Regions from separate parts of the Mus musculus genome. Here region 1 is linked to region 2. Evidence: chromatin contacts called from public Hi-C data. All regions are on one chromosome and are shown on one strand. The core of a region is the stretch at or near the end of the contact, and the rest is flanking DNA. Distances in the headings are between cores, read along the strand shown. Region 1 holds the start of Prkd1 (protein kinase D1). Region 2 overlaps Prkd1 (protein kinase D1).

The links. Hi-C and Micro-C count contacts between places; a contact is called where the count stands out from the background.
Region 1: a Hi-C map of Sertoli cells shows a contact between it and region 2, with 5 times the contacts expected there. The contact joins the promoter of Prkd1 here to the enhancer-like site in region 2. A contact is called at or near these places in 3 of 39 promoter capture datasets (3T3-L1-derived adipocytes, embryonic stem cells and second pharyngeal arch cranial neural crest), 7 of 484 Hi-C or Micro-C datasets (Sertoli cells, brown adipocytes, cerebral cortex and 3 more), 1 of 115 datasets of contacts at active chromatin or transcription factors (neural progenitor cells) and 3 of 9 other capture datasets (adipose tissue, liver and pancreatic islet).

What each region holds. Positions count from the first base shown.
Region 1 is chr12:50,647,478-50,654,370 of GRCm38.p6, forward strand. It overlaps Prkd1 (protein kinase D1), which reads right to left and starts at 1,772. Exons shown (of 19, transcript NM_008858.4): 1 at 1,239-1,772. The coding sequence starts at 1,496.
Region 2 is chr12:50,559,676-50,566,365 of GRCm38.p6, forward strand. The region is part of intron 1 of Prkd1 (protein kinase D1); the gene reads right to left. Among named protein-coding and RNA genes, the nearest start is that of Prkd1, 86 kb to the right of the region's middle. Within about 2 kb of position 4,551, at least 3 of the 459 cell types and tissues checked have an H3K27ac peak or open chromatin away from gene starts, as enhancers often do. A contact at or near this core is called in Sertoli cells, where this site is marked.

The sequences.
Region 1 (6,893 bases), core at 522-3,021, 85 kb after region 2:
GGGGAGGGGGCGGCTGGATTCAGTACTTCAAGGGAACTACAAAGAGTTCAATTATATAACGAAAAAATATCACTCCCTTTAATTAACAAAACTTCAAGGCACTCACTGTTACTTGAGTCTGACCTCTAGAATTTTCACTTCCTGCATTAGTGGGTGCTTCCCCAGAGCAACTCCCTAGACCTCTGTACTCAGCACCACTATTTACACCGCTCAAAAAGCGTAAGACACGTTGTTCCAAACAGTTTAAGAAAATCCGCTCTTGACTGTTCATTAAAGGGTGAGAACTAGCCAGTCAGCCCTCCAGAGTTGAAAGTCAGCACCTTTAGCTAACTCCTCTATCTCTCTCTCCTCCCCCAGAACCCTGGCAGTCCATACTGTGAAGGAGTGGCACCAAGGGCCCTTCCCCCTTACATGAAGCATCCTTCTGGATGGCTGTGGAGATAACCTAACTTCAAAAGTGCACTGGAAACAATGATGGGTGGCCTAGCCCAGCTTTATGGGCCTCTCCCCAGCCAGTCTTTGATGACCACTATCCAAAGTCCCATAGCCTCAAACTTAAGAGCAAAGCCAGCACTGGATGTTCTTGGAACCACAGACCTTCTCACTACTCCAGTCTCCCAAGATCAGTGCATGGAAATTTAAGCCAAAAAACGCTGTAAATTTCAGGTTTTATTGTTGGAAAATGTTTCTAAGCTCGCACAGTGGTAGTACTAAATCCAGGGCGGACTTGGGTAGTGGTACCAACTCCTCGGTTGTTTTCACAGCTGGCTTAATCAATCACCCTTTCTTAAAAGCACTATTGGCAGGTGAGAAATTCCTGGCGTCCAGGTCACACCCGGAACTCCTCAGCATCAATTAGAGCTGAAAGAGGATGTAGTGGAAGGGAGTGGGGCTGAAAAAGCTCTGGGCTGTCCCAAGGGATCTCTGGCGCTGGAAAGCGGATCTGGTACCAGGTAGGCTCTGGTCCAGGGAAAAAGAGTCAGGACAGCCAGGAAACCTCAAGAATACGCCGGAGCGCGAGGAGAAAAGTGCAAGATTCCTTGAACTGTCATCGCAAGAAGGGAGGTAAAGGAGGTGAGAAGGCAGGCGTGCCAGAGAAGGAGCAGGAGGTCAGCCCCCAGGAAGACTGCGCGGCAGGCAGAGCAGTGCCTGGGGCTAGGGCATGCAGTCCGGCCACAGCCAGGCTGTACGGCGCAGGCGAGGTCGGCTGCAAAGTTGGTGGACCCGGGGCACCTTACCTTCTGGTCCACGATGGAACAAGCCATCTCCCGGACATGCGCCAGGCTGTAGTCGCCAGAGGAGTCCTGCAGGAGCAGCACCGGCTCGCGGCTCAGGCCGATCTGCAGATGGAACGAGATGCCCCCCGCCGGGGCGGCCCCAGGCGCCGGGAAGGGCGCGGGCCCGGAGCCTGGGACCAGCGCAGCGGCGGCAGCAGCCACGGCGGCCGCGGCGGGCAGGAGCGGGCTAGGCGGTCGCAGCAGCGGAGGGACGCTCATCGCGCCAGTGAGCCCCAAAGTTTGGCGGACGTGGGGCGCGGCGCCGCTGCCTGCGGCGGCGGAGAAGAACCACCAAACTTTCCGGGAAAGTCCGCGCGCGGGGACAGGGCGCGCGACCGGAGCTGGTGAGGGCGGGAGCCGCGAAGATGGCCGAGCGGAGCCGGGGCCGGCGGGCGGGCAGGCGAGCAGGCGGGCGCGCGGCAGCGCGGGGGAGGCGCCCAGCTACTGCGGCCGCGGCGCGCTCCGCTCCGGGGACCACGGCGGGTCCGCGCGACCGGCGCCGGCGGGGCGGGGCGGGGCGAGGGCGGCGCCGCGGAGCCGACGAGGGGAACCGGAGCCCGACGGGGAGCCGCCCCCTGCGCGCAGCAGCCGCCCCAGCCCACTCGGCGGACTCTAAAGCCGCGGACCCGCCCATTCAGGGCAGTCCTGACCACCCCCTTCCAAGCGCCCGCACAGGAGTGGACCGGGAAACGCCAGCCTGGTAGAGCCCACCTAACGGGGGACTCCCTCTGGGAGCCCTCGAGTTTGTTAAAGGGCCAGTCAGCTGACCTCTTTAAAACCGTGTCTCTCTTGTAATAGCGGAGTCTGTATCCTTTCCATCAACCCCACCTGCTCCACCCACCGCCTTCTTAAGGGTCTAAATAGGGTTCTTGCTTTCTACTTTGTTTTGTGTTTGGAACTTCTGTGTTTCAGCCTCTTCAAAACTGTCAACCTTAACCTGGCTTTCTAGGAGCAATTCCAGCCCCACACCCACAGCACTAATTTTGATCTGATTATACTGGTGGCTGGGCAAAAAGAGGTGCTTCAGAGACAGTAGAGCCTGACTATATTTCTGTCCTTTCTATCGGGATGGGTTCTTTGCATCTGTAGATGTACAGGGACCCTATTTGGTTTAACAGGCTGCAATGATTGTTATCAGAGGCCTTCTGATAATTCTTAGTAAATTCTGAACAGGCTCCATCTTGGCAGCGCTTCTTCTCACTTTAGTTTCCCCAATGTGTCCTCTTACATGCACAAGCACACAAACCATTTTTGCATATTTTCGTTTGCAGTGTGTTAATTTTGTTTTGTTTTGGTTGGTTTGCTTGTTTGTCTGTTTTTGATTAATGGTTCTCTTCTGGACCAGAACATTGAGATGTGGTTTTCTACAGAGTTGTGTTGTATGTCAGTAATGGAATCTTGAAATTCCCACCTACATATAGTCAATTCACTATTCTAGAAAACTCTCTAAATTAATGGTACAAACGACTATTTGAGTAGACTGGATAGGGGTGTCGTTCCTAAGTTTACAGACTGCTTTAAAGGAACTAGTTTTACCTAAGCCATCTGTGCTTTCTAGCTATCATAGCTCTGAACACAGGACTTCTGTCCCAGAGTCTGCGGGCACTAGCTATCCACTTATGAAGTCAGACTATGTTCTTGCCATAACTGATTACATTGAAAATATAAAAGTAAGACAGTAAATGAAGTTAGTTCTGACAGCAACAATTGCCATAAATAACAGTAACACAGTGGTTAACAGCAGTAACCATGATCAAGAACATGAGGCTCAACACTTTGACCAGTGAAGAAAACAAATCTTTCCTGGGGTGTTTCCATTTGAGCCAAGGACTGGTTGATGGGAAGGACTGGTCTTAAGACAAGCTTAGGTAATGGTCTTCAAGTCATATAGCATGCAAAAGACCCCAAGAGAGGGCTTACTGCACTTGCTTAAGGCACAGAAGAAATGAGGCTGGAGGGCAAATAGGAACCAGTTCTTCAAAGCTGTGCTAAATTGTTTGTGGTTTATTCTCAATGCACCACTGAACCACTGGGAGGATTTCAACAAGCCAGTAGATGTGATTAACATGTTTTGAAGGAACATTCTTTGACTGTTATGCAGGAAGCAAATCGCAAGCGAAAGGAATAAAAGCAGGGGCAGTAGGTTAGGGACCCTAGCTGTTGCCCCTCCCTCTACAGGATCATCATGATGGTAGTGGAGGTGCTGAGAAACAAGAGGCTAGAGTTCTTAATGTGGAGGCAGGATGGAGACCCTGCTGTTTACGCAGATTCTCCAATGGTAGGGAAATAGAAGTGTCACCAAGGACTCTATGGTTTTTTGAGAAATGTGTGTGATTCTCTGCTGCTAATAATTGAGACAGAAAACAGAAAAGAAGCAGGTTGGGGAGAAGGACGATTCATTCTCTAAGCATTTCGTTTGAAATGACACTAAACAGTCAAATGGTAATAACCAGAACAGGAATTATGAGCCCCATATTCAAGGAACAGAAGTGGGTCAAGACTACATTGGAGGTCAATTCAAAGCTAGACAAGGTTTCTCAGAACAACTTCACATACTCATCAATTTTATGAGAGAGAGAGAGAGAAAAACACGGGTGAACCACTTTGGAAGAAAAATCTGTGAATAACTCCTTATGCTGTATCCATGATGTGAAAGATTCTTGTAGGGTGCTGGAAATAGTTGAAAAGGAAGCAAAAGACAGAAACAGACCAAGAAATTGAAATTATTTTAAAGAACCTAAGCCATTACTAGATGAAGAAAAAAAAAAAGGAAGCAACACAAAGACACAACAAAACTTAAAGCAGCTTGAACTCTATAGCCAGCAGAACCTCACACACACACACTCTCTCTCTCTCTCTCTCTCTCTCTCTCTCTCTCTCTCACACACACCCTCTCACACACATACACACACACACTCACACACACACTCACACACACACTCACACACACACTCACACACACTCACACACACACACTCACTCACACACACTCACACTCAAACACACACACTCACATACACACAGAGTTGACAGTTCCAAGTTTCTTTCCTATGGGGAGCTGGATTGAGACAGCATCTCACTCTGTAGGCAAAGATGACCTCAATGGGCTATGGTCCTGTTTCCTCCTCACCGGAGCTGGAGCTGGAGCTGGGATTTCAGCCATGTGCCACACCCAGTGAGTGTGGAAATTGTTATGGTAGGCATGTGAAGACTGGAAGGCTGCGAACTGGTACTAACTTTTGCTGAATGGCAAAGGAATGAATGGATATATCTAAGGAACCTGGTATATTTCTCTTTTGACTACAAAATAATGAGCAAAACACATGGAGGATTTGGGAGGGCATTAGTGATTTCAAGCCCTTCTAGATATTTTACCCTTGGAAAACAAAAGAGTACTTAAGAAATAAGTTGTGACTAAAATTAATGACTGAGTCTTTTTTTATTATTATTATTAATTATAATTAAGTAAGTACACTGTAGCTGTCTTCAGACAGCACCTGAAGAGGGCCTCAGATCTCATGAGTGATTGTGAGCCACCATGTGGTTGCTGGGATTTGAACTCCAGACCTTCAGAAGAGCAGTCGGGTGCTCTTACCCACTGAGCCATCTCACCAGCCCCATGACTGAGTCTTTTGAAATGAATTCTTTCCAGTTTGCATTTTGGCTAATGTTGCTGAGGTAACTCTGATGATATCTAACGACATCGTCCAAGAAGTTTCAAAGCTTTAATCAACATTCTACCCTAAATGAGTGACCAGGGTGCATAAAACAATGCTAATCTTGTAGGTGTTTTTCAAACAGGTTATATGTCCCAATAATTTTGGAATTATCTAGTAATTTAAAATCAACAATAGAAAGCAGTTTGAAAAAGAAAAAAAGTCTGATTTGAATAAAAGTCAGATTAGGAGAACTTTAAACTTGGTCCAACTAAGAGGGGTAGCAGAAACAGAAAATAAAATTTAAAATCTCACAGTTCTGTGGATGAAGGGATTATACACTCTAGTCTAAACATTTACAATGTAAGATACTGAGGACTAGAGGAACTATATAAAAACTTTGAAAGTTTGGAACTCAAAAATATGAAGCAGATATGATTATAGCATATACTTTCTATATATATTATTGAACTCTAGAAGCTGTTGCTTAAGGATAAATATGGAGAGATGAATGTATCAGTGGATGGATGGATGGATGGATAGATGGATGGATGGATACACATTTTATTGTTGCTTGTTTTAAAGTATTCATAATAATTTTCTGTCAACCCGGGTTAGATACAGATGGCACAAAGGGCACAAAAGAAAAATAAGGTTCTAATGGTGTGCTGCATGGTTTTATGTCAACTTGACACAAGCTATAGTCCTCTGAGAAGAGAGGACCTCAATTAATAAAATCCCTCCATAAGATTGGATTGGACACAATCCTATAAGGAGTTTTCATAATTGGTGATTGATGGGGGTGGGACCAGCCCACTGTGGATGGCGGCATCCATTGCCTGGAGCAAGCTGAGCCAGCAGCTGGACAAGCCATGATGAACAAGCCAGCAAATAGCACTCCTCCATGGTTCCTGAAGCTCCTGCCTCCAGGTCCCTCTCCTGACTCCTTTCGATGATGAATAGCAATATGAAAGAGCAAACCAAATAAACTCTTTCCTTGTCATGGTGTTTCAGCATAGCAATAGTAACCCTCACTGTGACAAATGGAGACATCAATTACAGAGTCCTTTGGCAAAAATCTGATACTAAAACCAAGAATCCTGGTTCAACTTGACACAAGCCAGACTGGGAAGAGGGAACTTCAACTGAAAAAAAAAAAAGAAATGCCTGCGTCCTATTAGCTCACTGGCAAGTTTGTGGGGCATCTCTGGATTATGCACATGTGGGAAGCAGTATGCAAAGACAGATGTACAAGGCTAATACAAGAAAGACTCAGAGAGCCAGCAGGAGCAAGCCAGTGAGCAGTGCTCCTCTGTGGCTTCTGCTTCAGTGAGTTCCTGCTTAAGTTCCTGCCCGGACTTCCTTCAGTAATGGAGTGTGACGTGAGAATTAAAAGTTAAAATAATTCCCCCAAGTTGTTTTTGGTCATGGTGTCTTCATCACAGCAATAGAAACGGAACCAAGCACCAGTGATAGTGGCACACACCTTTAATCCCAGCACTTGGGAGGCAGAGGCAGGCGGATTTCTGAGTTCGAGGCCAGCCTGGTCTACAAAGTGAGTTCAGGACAGCTAGGGCTATACAGAGAAACCCTGTCTCGAAAACAAACAAACAAACAAACAAAAACAAAACAAAACAAGACAAAAGAAAAGGAAAGGAAAGAAGACAAGAGAAGAAAAAAAGAAACTGAACCAAGTAAGACAACATATTGCTTTATCATGCTGATAACTTCAAGGAAATGAAAAGGGAGAAAGGAAATCTGTGAGCTTAATTGTTCACCAAGGAGAAAACCTGATTTGTTCTTTTCTTTTGAGCAGATTTCACAAACTTAATAAAAGGTAGATGTGATCCTACAATCAAACACTACAAACTTGATAGGAGGCCGTTGAATACAAGCTTCCAACTGTCACATTGAAACCGAACCAGGTGAGGTATAAACTCTAAAGCCAGTGTAACCACAT
Region 2 (6,690 bases), core at 3,301-5,800:
CACACTGAGAGGAACAGGAGCCGACCCCTAAATAGAAAGAGCAGGAACACATGGATTTTTCCATTGTGTATTTTGGCTACGCCAATATTCAATTTATAACTTCTTGAACAGCATCTTACAGAGCACCCCAGCTCTCCGAGGCTGCCTCAGCCTTCAGGTACACACTGCACACAGTCAATACACTCAGGATTCAGTACTCAGGATCGCCATCACTGGGAGGCAAGGCTTGAGGCCTTGGGTTTCTTTTTTGGTTTTTTTTTTTTTTTTTTTTTGGAGTTTTTCGTTTGTTTGTTTTTTGTTTTGTTTCCTTTTCCTGTTTTTCTTTTTTAATCACTTTTTGCCATTTTAAGGGAGGATGCAATTCTGTATTTGGAAAGTCCTTAACTGGAAATAATAGACTCCAAATGTTCTAAGTGTCCTTTACTCATTTCGGTAAAATAGCCTCTGTCACACTTACAACATTCTGCCAAAGTCTACAAGGGTCAAGCTTAGTAGTAGCAACTAGGCTCAATAATAACTTGGCCAAGTTTCCAAAACAAGTTTTCAAAAGTTTCCATTTGTAAAAGTAAAGGTAGGAACTAAACCATCCTCAACAACCACGGCAATGCTGGGTGTGGTTATGGTCCATGCTTCTTGTCTCAGAACCTGGGAGATAGAGGTAGGCAGACCTCCAAGGGTTATAGGCAAGACTGGTCTACATAGAGAGTTCCAGGCCAGTCAGAGCTACATAGTGAGACCTTGCCTCAACAACCAGAAACAAAGAAAATGATAAACTTGATTTTTAACTCCCATAACCCTAACCACCATTACCTTGGTAACAGAAGACTCAGAACAGTGCCCTCTCTTTCCTAGATAAATGAATCCTGAAAATTACAAGTTAATAAATCAAATTAGAGTCAGTATCATTTGAGTATTCTGAACCCCATACCAATACCATGGAGGGTTAATAGACTCCTCAGTTATGCCTTCTATAGCAAATAAAGTCTCCAATGGCTTGCTTCAAGATCTAACAACCTGCCTGTTCCAGCAAGTGAGCTCATGTGCAGTATACATGCTTGCATCACTCACTGAGTAAGTCTGCACAAAGCCTGCTAAGCCCTTTGTTCATGGTTGCCAGTCTAGAATAATAACTTGAAGACAGTTATGTAATCAGCCATTAGGAGTTTCTAAGAAGATTCTTAATTAAACATGCACCTTGTTTACTTGTGTGTTTGCTTTTCTGATACTGAAAACTGAACGAAGTCTTGGCACAAAGCTAATCTTAGCACTCTACATATAGTTATATCCCTAACTATTTTATCAATGGTTTTTTTTTTCAGGCTGCTAAATGCTAGCCTTGAGCTCAACTGGTAGCTCAGAGTTCTTTTGCTTTGAGCCTCCAAAATAGCAGGCACGCCAGGTCTTCACCACCAGGCTCAGCTTAATGGTTATATATTCATTCTTTCTTTCATCTATATAATATCTATCATGTCTCTATCTAACTAACATTTATTTATTTGAGAATTAGAGAGCCTTGAGAATGCAGAGATTCTAGCATCAGTCAGATGACATCACAATCCAGCAGTTACCCTCCCATCAGTAGATATTGAGAGAGATAGAGAATTAAAACATCTTAGCAGAAGACCATTTCAGATTAATGCTGCACTGCAAGAAATTGCCAACCATATGCCTGCTGCAGCATATGAGAAGTCTCCAAATGACACAATTTTGTGCTCAAAATTGAGTGAGATCAGCTTTCCTTAATGAGAAACTGAAAGATATAGTCTTCCACTGGTTTCAGAAGAGTGGCTTTCTCAGGTTACACACACAAGATATGTGTGGCATTTTCTAGTCAAAGAAAGAGAGTTGATACAGTCCCCAAAGCAAAATTATATATCATGATTATTTCTTCTCAATGCTGTGGGTGTCATGACAATGAGATATACAGGAAGAGTCAAGGTGACACCTGACAGCCAATAAGTAGTTGTCGATCATGCAGAGAGTTTTATCCTTAAATATATAGATTTGTGTGTGTGTATGTGTGTGTGTGTGTGTGTAACAGTATTACAGTGCTACCAGGAGAGACAGGGAAACTCACTCTAGTAAAGTAGAATACATTTCAACAGGATTGAGGATGAGAGTTAGATACTTCCTAACTCACCATAAAGGATAATAATAAATTTGTACCAAAGTGTGGGTCTAGTCCCTTGGGATAAATAGTTACTCATTTATCCATCCACTCTATAACAGGGTAGAAATTGTGAACAGCAGTGTTCTAAGTAAGAACACAAATATTTTCTCAAGATTGTAGGATTGTCCTCTTTTTTTTTTTTTTTTTTTTTTTTTTTTTTTGACTTTTTGAGACAGGATTTCTCTGTATAGCCCTGGCTGTCTGGGAACTCACTCTGTAGACCAGGCTGGCCTCGAACTCAGAAATCCACCTGTCTCTGCCTCCCAAGTGCTGGGATTAAAGGTGTGCACCACCACCACCTGGCTATAGCTTTTTGGTTTTTTTCCTCATTTTTTTTTTATCTTTGTAGCTATGTTTATCCAAAGTAAGGAATAATTTTTTTCATGTCCTTTTCCCTCCACAATAAAGGCCAGCCTCCTCACTTCACTTCATTTCACAAATTTTATGATAAAGTGTCCTGACCAAAAGCAACTTAGAGAAGAAAGAGTTTACTTGGCGTATAATCACAGGTTACAGTTCATCGTTTAAGGTAAGTCACGGAAGTGAGCGCTTGAGACAGTTGGCTACACCATATCCACAGTCAAGGGCAGAGAGAACGGACGTCCTCATGCTGCCTGCTAACGTAGTCATTTTCTTAGGCTCAACTAGCTTTCTCAACTCAGAGTTCGGAGTCTAGCCAATGAGATGGTACTGCCTACAACCAGGTGGGGTTGGGGTGGGGTCTCCCTACATGAGTTTCATACAGTCCCCTACAGATACGCTCATAATCCAAACTGATCTAGCGAATTCCTCACTAGGACTCTCTAACAGGTGATTCTGGGTTGCAACAAGCTGTCAGATAAAAATTAACCAACAAAAAATATTGAGAGATAGCTCAGGAGTAAAGAACACTGGCTCCTCTTATAGATGCCTTTGGTTTGATTCCCAGCACCCAAAAGACAGGCTACAACCACTATAACTCCAACTCCGGGGGATCTGATGCCCTCTTCTGGCCTCCAGGTATGCTGCATAGGCACACATGCAAAGAAAATACTCATTTACATAAATTTTTTAAAAATAAATAAATAAGCCAACCAAGATACTGAGTTATTACTCTGGGGCAGATTTATGTGCTCATGGAGCAAACATTAACACCTGTAATTGGGTTTTGTTCTCTAAAAACCAAATTCTTTTGAGAACATAATAATAGATAGGTACTTATAGAGACAGAGAATTGAAAAAAAAAATTGAGGCCCAGTATGCCACAAACAATGGCTCATGGAACCATACAAGACAAGAGAGTAAATCTTAACATCTAGAAGACAGAGGCTCGGGCATATGGGAATTATGGTTTCTATAGCAGAAAGATAAAGAATCAGATGCAAACCCAGCATTCTGTATCCAGAGTGGATGGCCCTCTATGGCTGCACTTCATGTGGCTTTCTTTCTCCCACTTCATCCTGTCTTATACTATGAAATATAGGTCTAGGACCAAAGGCAATATCATCACTTGGAAATATGATAGAAGGGTCTTCCCTAGACCTGCTAAGTACAAAATCATTCCAGTACTCCACGCTGACTGGTTGCACATTGATCACTGGAAAGCTCCTCTCCAATAGAGTCTAGCCAGAAATAAAACAATATTCACACTGATGCACCGCCTCTGCTTTTCTATTTCAGGTCACGGCTATCAAGGGGGTAAGGAATAGGTAACAGAATTGTTTCTAAAAGGGTTAAATCATATTGAAACATCTCGTACTTGTAGTACAAATGGAACTGGCTAGGCACACAAGTAAGCCTCGAGCTTTCTTTTATTTTGATTCTATTGCTTGCTGGCCCTCATCTCCCCAAGTCATGTCTTACTGTCATTTCTTCTCTAACTCCTTTGTATTGGCCTCTTTTACTTCCCCCTTTTCTTTCTGTTCTACTTTGGTTCCTTCTATTTCTACCAGTTGGTATGTTAGCTCTCCTGTCTCATTTTCTCATCTCAATTTTAACTCTCAAATTTCTGACCTATTCATAATTCATAATGATGTGTGTGTGTGTGTTATACATACATACACACATATATGTATATATGCATATATACAGAGGGCAGGGAACAGGGAGTGGTAACCATGTCCTAGAATTTATATATTCATTAAGTAATTTAATACTGACCCTATGTGTTCAAAACACAGATACATGCCCTCCTGTAGCCATATTATATAAGCGTTACAAAGGAAGGGCCAGCCAAAACTTCAGTGAATTAGGGAGAACAAATAACTGAAATAGTTTCTTGCAGCTTTAAAAATGGTTCTTTGTATCCCTCATTAAGTGATGACATTTATAACCTCATGAAATCTGAAGGAGTTTGCAACTGTTTCAATGAAAAGAACACACTGTAGATAAGGGTATGTAACCTGACTAGTTCTCTGCCTCTTCATAAGTTCCTTCCTTGTGGGCTGTGAGAAGCCCTGGCCATACACGTGTGGACTTAAGCTCATGACACACTCAGTCTGTGGCCTCAGAAAAGTCTGCCTATGGTCCTTCCTGCCATCAAGCTAGGCATGGGAAAGACATGACTCTATTTCTAGCCATTGAAGTCCCTCAACGGACACCCCAACCACCTCCACAGAGACTGAACCTCACTGACCTCCTAACATGTAAAATATATTAGCAAATGAGCCACTTTTCAGCACTAGGCTTTAGGGTAAGTTGTTTTGTAGCAATAGCAACTGCTACCTAAAGGTAGCAGAAAGCCCACCTTCAGGATAAATTACAAGGCATTTTGGTATTTTATCCCTGAGTCTTCCTTACCTCAAAAGTAGACTGCTTTATACAACTGAATTGGGATGCATGTTGCTGAATTGTTTTGCCTGTTTATAATGTGCTTATTAAATCATAAAGAGTACTGTAGGGAGTGCCATCAATTTACCTTCTGATCGTGTGTGAAGTGCTACCATGGAAATCTTCTGTGCAGCTAATATGTGCTTTAAAAAAACAAGAAATAAAATTTATGTTTGAAATATTTCAAACGAACTTTGTAAGAAGGAAAGTATGTGCTCATGTTTGCCTTGACGTGATAACCAACCTTCTCTCGATGAATTACTCTTGAGCGTGCAGCTCCCATTTTCCTCCACTAAGACAGAAATGACACATTTAACTTGACACTTGTTCAAGTTCAGACAACTCCCCCACTACCCTCCAAAATTACCAGTTCTTTACACCAGATGGTAGCTGCAGTCACATGCTACATTTGGTTTTTATCTAAGTTCATATTTACTGCTAAAATATTTCCTTTAAACTTTTATTTGCATATCAGGGAAAATAAACAAAACACCAAAGAGAAAGAAACTGATTCGCTTATTTCCTTGAGGCTGGCAGATTTCATAGAAAGAGTCTTTGTAATAGAAAATATTAATGAAGTAGCAGTGTTTTGTGCAGACATTTGCCTACTCTGTCTACTTCATCTATAAATGCATTTCAATGAGGGAATAGAGACTACACAGATCTGCAAGTGTTCCTTTTTCCAACATTTGTTCTCAATTCAAAGATTAGAAATGGCTGATCTGCTGCGTTTGGGGGGCTGGCTTATGAATGTGGCAGTTATAGCACATTGTCTCAGCAGCTGTGAGGCTAACATCTTATAAATAGCCCATCCTCCCAAACATATGATTAGACAATAAGGGGAATCTGAAATTTGTTTGAAATCAGTAGCCATAAAGTAGATACAGTGTACTACAAATTGTCCCTCCCTCCTTCCAGCCCAAAGTGTGTATTGAAACATGTTTTACTGGGACTTCATGTGCCAAGAAGCCATTCAGAGTGGAGTTGTCTTTGTACAATTCAATTACGTGTATTGTCAAATCTTCCCATTTAAGAAATCTATACTTTACTGTATTATAGCCATAAACTCATGTCTACCCTAGAACACATTGAGGGACCACATTCCTTCAAAAATATATGTGTGTGTGTGTATGTGTATATGTATATGTGTGTTTATGTATTTAATTTTAATACAGACTGACTAGATAAAAGGGAGGATGTGGCTTAATCATTCCTGTTCATGATTATTGGTCTGTTTGATTAGAAGGCTTGTTGTTGTTGTTGTTTGGTTTGAGACAAAGTCTTGATAAACAGTTCTGGTTGTCCTGGAACTGACCCCAAACCTGAAGAAGTCCTCCTGTCTCAAGTTTTCCAAGTACTCAAATTACAGGGGCAGCACACATCACGCTTCTCTGGTCCTTGGAGGATTACGTATCACAACTGTCCACCGCAGCACACAAAGAATTATTGGTATATATGTTCATGTTATATCCTGTAAATATTTTACTTTTTCACTCAAACTTACCTTGGTGTATCATTCCCATGTAAATCAAATTCCGTGTTTATAAAATTCAAATAATTATTATTAATTTCTAAATCTAGCCATCCTTTTATATGACATTATTTGTTTTTACTGCTTTTCATAACAGTGATGCAGTTACTAGTGTGGTACAAGTGTCTTTGGGTCTGAGAAGTTAACATGCATGTCAGCTTCACTAGAGATACCTAATCTT